Linked DNA regions of Hordeum vulgare: region 1 is linked to region 2. Evidence: chromatin contacts called from public Hi-C data. All regions are on one chromosome and are shown on one strand. The core of a region is the stretch at or near the end of the contact, and the rest is flanking DNA. Distances in the headings are between cores, read along the strand shown. Region 1 holds the start of LOC123402598 (protein DCL, chloroplastic). Region 2 holds the start of LOC123401321.

Region 1 (3,321 bases), core at 778-3,277, 270 kb after region 2:
AGATTTCTTGAAATGGGAACAATTTTCCAAATTTCAAAACAAAATTTGGAGCTGCAAACATATTTTGAAGCTCGTGAATAAAATTTAAACACAAACACATTTTAAAGCTTGTGAACAATTTATGAAACTCCAAAGAAATAAAAACATGAACATTTTTTGCAAATTTCTAACAGATTTCAAAAAAGGGAACATTTTTTTAATGCCAGAACAGGATTTGGAAATTTATCAAAATTTTGAACAAATGCATTCACAACATTTTTTGAAAATATAAAACATTTATGAATTTATGAGAAATATGTGAAGAGCGACATTTTATTGAATTTTGGAACGTATCTAAAAGGAAGAACATTTTTCGAAATTTAAGAACAATTTTTGAACATGAACTTACTTAAAAAAGATAAAAGCAACAATGAAAAATAAAAGGTAAAAATCCTGAACAACTTTGAAAGCACAAACAAAATTTTAAAACACGATTTTTTTGAATCTTGAGAACAGATTTCGTGAACAAAAACAATTTTGGAAAAATCATGAACAAATTTGGAAGCGTGAACAAATTTTGAAAGCACGGAAGTTTTTTTGAATTTTGAGAACTAAATTTTGAAATGGAGAACAATATTGAAAAACCCCAAATAAATTTGAAGGTGCGAACAAATTTTTGAAGCACGCTATTTTTGAATCTACAGAACAAATTTTGGAACCGAGAACAATTATGAAAAATCCTGAACAAATTTGGAAGCGTGAACCATTTTTTAAATCACGGTTTTTTTTTATCTTGAGAATATTTTTTTTTAAACGGAGAACAATTTTAAAAATCCTGAACAAATTTGAAACTGTGAACAAATTTTTAAAGCACGGACATTATTCTAATCATTAGAACAAAATTTGAAACCGAGAACAATTTTGGAAAAATCATGAACAAATTTGGAAGCACGATCGTTTTTTTGAATCTTGAGTACTAAATTTTGAAACCGAGAACAATTTGAAAAACCTTAAACAAATTTGAAAGCGTGAACACATTTTTAAAGCACAATTTGTTTTTTGAATCTGCAGAACAAATTTTGAAATCGAGAACAATTTTGAAAAATCCTGAACAAATTTGGAAGTGTGAACCATTTTTTCAAGGACGAACATTTTTTTGAATCTTGAGAACAAATCTTTTGAACGGAGAACAGTTTTAAAAACCGCGAACAAATTTGAAACCGTGAACAATTTTTTAAAGCATGGACATTATTTGAATCTTGAGAACAAAATTTGAAACCAAGAACAATTTTGGAAAATCCTGCATAAATTTGGAAGCGCGGACATTTTTTTAATGCACGAATAGTTTTGAATCTTGAGAACAAAATTTTGAAATGGAGAACAATTTGAAAAAACCCCAAAAAATTTGAAAACCGCAACTAAATTTGGAAAGTAAGAACAAGTTTTAAAACTGAAAAAAATTTGAATATTCAGAACAAATTTTGAAGATGTGAACAATTTTTTGAATATAGAGAACATTTTTTTAAATCTGGATTTTTTTTCGAAAATGCAGAACATTGTTCTAAAAATCCTACAACATTTTTTGAAACAGAAAGAGAAAAGAAAAAAGAAAAAGGAAAAAAACTGGTTCAGGAGATCTTTTAAAAGATTTTTAGAACCGGAAAAACCGGTTGAAAACCTGTAGAAGGTTCTGAAAACAAGAGCTCTGCAACCCGTTAAATGGACCAGCTCATTTTAATATCGTTCCCCTCCCTGCTCTGCTCTGTGCGAAGTCCAGACATTGCCTTTGCACTGAGCGGCGAATAGGATATTCCTATTTGGCGTGCCAACCAGCGTCGAATTCAGTCTATTGTATTGTTTTCGACTTATATTAGGCCTATTTTGCTGTCTAAAAAGAAAAACATGTCGTTTCTGTGCCGGGCCAGGCCCAGCACTGACTGGGCACGTGGGCTATCGGGCCGGCAGATAAGACCGGTCCATTCGGCAGGGTTTGGCCCTCGCCGTTGCACGGCACAAAAACTCGGGGAAACGAAAACGCCAACGAGGCCGGAACCCCGGCAGAGCGCAGCGGCGGGCGAGGCCTATCCACTCCTCCATGCACCATCGCGGCTCACTCCTTCCCAGCCACACTACCCACCACCACGCCACGCTCCACCCCCCACACCCTCCCGCCGGGGCCAAAAACCCCGCCTCCCTCCCCCGCCCCCCGCCGGCCGCGCGCGCAGCGCGAGGCCGCCACCCGCCACGGCGCGCCGCGCCCGTCCTACCATGCGGTGACGCCCGAAGCCGCCACGCCAAGCCGCTTTGATTGCCTCGCCGCCGCACGCAAGCACATGCAGTTTCCCCCGTCGCCCGCGCGCCCCATGGCCGCGGCCGCGGCCGTGTCCTCCTCCGCGCCCGCCGTGTCCTGCCTGCGCCTCGTCCTCCCCGGCTTCAGCGGCCTCGTCCATGCCTCCCTACTCGCGGGCCGCGCCCGCGGCCGAGGGGTGTCGGTGAGGTCGGGCGCGGCCCCGCCCGACCCGGCGGCCATGCTGCGGCGGCCGGCCGCCGCCACGACGGCCGCGGATGAGCGGGAGGCCGACGCGGATGCCAAGTTGGGCTCTCCGGTGGACGACGAGGAGCCCGAGGAGGGGCGGAGGAGGGGGCCCCAGAGGGAGTGGGTGGACTGGGAGGACCTTATCCTCGAGGACACCGTGCCCCTCGTTGGCTTCGTGCGGATGATACTCCACTCCGGCAAGTAGGCAACTTTTCCCTCTTCGCCCTCTTGTCCATTGTCCGTCCTAATTCCGTTTGCTGCTTGAAATTCAATCAACAATAATCTTAGTACGGCAGCACCAGTGCATCATTGGTGATGGGGAAAATTTTGCTTGTGTAATCTACTGCTGCAATTTATCAAACACATGGTGTGCAAACTGAACTTATCACCCATGGAATGTGAATAGCTATATCCTGGATGCTCTGAATGTTTGGGCACAGTTAGACCGACTACCCATAGTACTAGTAGGACTTAGTTCAAGGCGAATACTGGCGGTAAGTCTATAGCTGGTTTGGTGCTAGACAGAAGATACACCTATGTATTGAGGGAAGGGATTACTAAGGCATTGACTCGGTTGAATGTAACGGTTTAATCGGTTGGTCGAGCAAGTTGTTTGTGATATCCCAGTCGGTTGGATCAGAATTCACGGAGGCAGGCAGTGAAGGATTTGGAAAAGGTTGAGAGTTCACAAAACAGGGTGAGAATTCAGAGTTCCATATCATCATTCGACAGATGATCATTCAACCATTTCAGCCCCATATAGTGATTCACACATGTAGGATTACAGATAGTCCCTATGTCCACGT
Region 2 (3,398 bases), core at 82-2,581:
CTACTACCTCATGTACAGTCATGTCGAAATTATCACGAAATCAGGGGAGGTGACTAGTAACGGAAGCAATGCGACGACGGAAGATCAGGGGGAGGAGAAACTAGGTAATAACAGAGGTAATAACGCGGATTACGGAGTATGGTTCTCGAATTGCTCAACGATAAACATGTGACACAAAGGTTGATTAGTAGTAGCAGCAGGGCTAAGCTAGCTGGTCCAAGATGCGGGAGGAGCAGATGTGGAAGGCGGCTGGCCGATCGTCCGACGACACTATTGGTAGATTCTCTTCTCGTTTGCTTGCTCATCAATCATTGGTTGCTTCTTCGATCTCGAGGCAGGGAGGGATGGATGGATTATTCTTTTTCTTGTGCGTTGTTGTTCCTTGTCCCTCCTCTGAATTCGGTATGGCATCCACGTTCCACGGGATGTTCGTTCAGCCATGGCTGGTCTGTTCAGGAGCGGCTGCGCATGGACAGCGCCACCACCTGCGCCCACTGCTTCAGCCTCATCTTGACCGTCTCCGGCGGGTCATCTGCAGGGAAGGAAGTACCGCCGTCGAGAAGTCAGATCAAAACTCTAACCGCGCCTGGCCGGCGGATCAGCAATCGCGTTTGGTTGGAGAGGAACAAATCAATTCTTTCGAAATTCGGAGGCTTGTTCGTGCAATGAACAGATCGCATGGAGCTGATGGAGAGGGAATAATAATGCGCGTGCTCACCTGGAGAGAGTATTGAGAGGGGGCTCCCGATGGGCGACGGCTCCGAGGCCTCCGAGGAGGCGCCGCAGGAGCACTGGCTGGCCGCGCAGCCGGCCTTGGCGTTGGCGTTGGCGTTGGCGTTGACGGCGTAGAGGAGGTCGAGCGCCGGGAGCGTCTCGACGAGGCGGCTCCTCCCGGCGTCGCAGGCGGCGCAGCGCTGCGAGGGCGGGTCGAACCGGAAGCCCAGATCGAGGGAGCCGCGCAGCTCGTCGAGCTGGTCGTCGGTGACGCTCTGCGCGCGCTGCAGCGGCGAGCGGCGGCCCCTGCCCAGTATCCCGCGCCGGCGCCGCTCCCACGCCTCGTCCCGCTCGATGTCGGGCGACCACGAGTTCTGCTTCTGCAGCCCCATGGCCCCCGCCGCGCCCCTCATCCTCCCGCCGCCGCCCATCAGGTGCGGCTGGAACCCCTGCTTCCCCTCCTCCATGGCTTCCGCCGCCGCCGCCGGCCTCCTCCTCCTCCGCTCGGGGGATTTGGATGGAGGCGAGGACTGCTGGCTCCTCCTCCTCCTCCGCGGTGGAGTAATTTATCTCTCTCCGCCTGCCTGCCGCCGCCTTCTTCTTTCTTCTTCTATTTCCTTAGCGGATCGGATGCTTGCGTGCGGGCTAGCGGGCGAGACTGACGTCTGCCGACGTCGGGCTGCTTTATACTACTACGCTCGTGGATGGATGGCATGCGTAGCCCTGGCGGACGGATCCAACGGTGGGATTTGTTCCAACTGCTAGGCCGGGGCTCATTATTGGGCATTGATTCCGGGTCACGGGGAACGTGGGCCGGGGGGAATTCGTTCCTCAACTGACCGAAAAAACCCGGACGTATGCAAATTTAACTCCTTGCAGTACAAGTGTTTTGCGCTAGTACTACTCCTACTACTGCTGTGCGGCTGTTTGAATCGCAGCTGGATTCGGATCCCCCCTGAACCCTCGCGTGCGGCGGGTAATACGTAAAGTAGTAAAACGGAAGGATTCTTCCGTGTTTCGCTTTCACGTCTGCTTGCTAGAATTCCGTCGTGTGTGCCGTGGTGCACAAAATGTGTGGGGAAGTTTCCGTGTCGTCGTGGATGGAGGAATTGGCTCGTAAATTTCTCGGGAATAAACTAGTTGGTGAGTGCATCACACGGACGTAACCACCGGCCGTCCGGCCGGTCCAGGCGGTCCAGGTGATGGTGCGTCACAGTGGAGCGGGTGGAAGGGCGCCTGTTTGTTTGCGACGACCGACTTGATTACCACCAAACCGGTGGGATTATGTCAGGCCGGTGGGATTTGCTTGCTTGCGCGCAAGCAAAGATTTTTGTAAACTTTGCAAACCGTCCACATGCATGCATGTGGTAGAACCTTCCGGAAAACCCTTGCGGTCCTCGACATGCATGGAGAACCTTCCGAAAAAAGTTTGCGAGGTCCAACTTTGATTATACGTATTTCTTTTCATTCTGTTTGGATTGACCATACTGTACTGCTCGGTCGAGGGAATCGGCCGGGATATTTTTCCGTCTGGTCGCCTACATTCTCTCCTGGATTCGTGTCGCGCGGATCGCGCTGATTTAGGGTGGTCTGTCTGGTGGTATTACGATCTGTAGATACGGTTCACGATTTGCTTTGCCCTAATGCGTGCGTGCCAAACTTGTAAGTTTTTTTTTTACATCAGCTTGTGACCCCAAACAAATCATCTTCTTTTGTGACAGAGATCTTATCGCTACGATTTTTGAAAGAACGATCTTGATGCATGCTCGACGTGCGTGGAGAATCTTCCGGACCCAACTTCGGTTCAGTCTAGATTCTCGCGGACAGTGCTGCAACGTGGGATCAAAATTGTTTATGTGAAAGGATCTTTACTGGTGTCTCTGGTAAGATTCTTTTTGTTACTACCTCCATTTTTAGTTAAAACTGTCATTTCCCAACCAACTGTTATTTCAAAAACAAAAAATTCGAAGAATTTCCTAACCAGCTAATACATGCCATCGCTTGCAATCTCTCGTGGATACGTAGCTTGCGAATCGCGGTAATCAACAGGCCCGTGAATACGATTTTGTGTTGATGACCAATGATTTCCGCCGACGATGGATCGCATTCGCGCGTGCGTCTCAAACGTAGTACTCCTAAACCTTAAGTCTTAAGACATATTCCTACGTACTCTTAAGTCTTATAGTAGATTTATTTACACAGCACTTAAGTCTTAAGACATACTCCTACGTACTCTTTAGTCCAATTTTCAAGGACAACTTGTGCTGGCACTTGAAACGATGGATCGCTTGCCCGACACTGCCTCTGCCTGTTCCGGGCTCTATACCTAATTAGAAGGTGTACACGCAAGCTGCCAGAGCCAGAAACGGAAATAAAGCGTGCAAAATATGCACTGGCCTGTCGCCGTGCAGTGTCCGGGCGAATCAAGCTTGCCCGTGAATAGATTGGTCGGGAAACCAAGTCCGTGGCGTGCCTTGGAGCTTTGGACGATGCCATGCCATGCCATAAATTGCACGCGATGCCTGTCTTGGCTTCGATTTCTTTCTTGGGTAGGGTTCTAGTGCAATATACTAATTCTATGCGTGACATCTTACAATTGGTATGAAGAGATTCGTGGCTTGGGATTTTTGTTGTGTGCAGGAAAACAACAGGAGATCAGTTTCGTGTTTGAAACGGGCCCTCTG

The links. A called contact is a pair of places that touch in the nucleus more often than the background predicts.
Region 1: a contact with region 2 is called in a Hi-C map of leaf, with 3 times the contacts expected there. The contact joins the promoter of LOC123402598 here to the promoter of LOC123401321 in region 2. A contact is called at or near these places in 2 of 6 Hi-C or Micro-C datasets (leaf and seedling).

The regions. Positions count from the first base shown.
Region 1 is chr6H:524,871,580-524,874,900 of MorexV3_pseudomolecules_assembly, forward strand. LOC123402598 (protein DCL, chloroplastic) reads left to right here and starts at 2,028. Exons shown (of 3, transcript XM_045096530.1): 1 at 2,028-2,716. The coding sequence starts at 2,313.
Region 2 is chr6H:524,599,679-524,603,076 of MorexV3_pseudomolecules_assembly, forward strand. It overlaps LOC123401321, which reads right to left and starts at 1,332. Exons shown (of 2, transcript XM_045095107.1): 1 at 719-1,332; 2 at 1-532. The coding sequence starts at 1,181. The coding sequence ends at 453.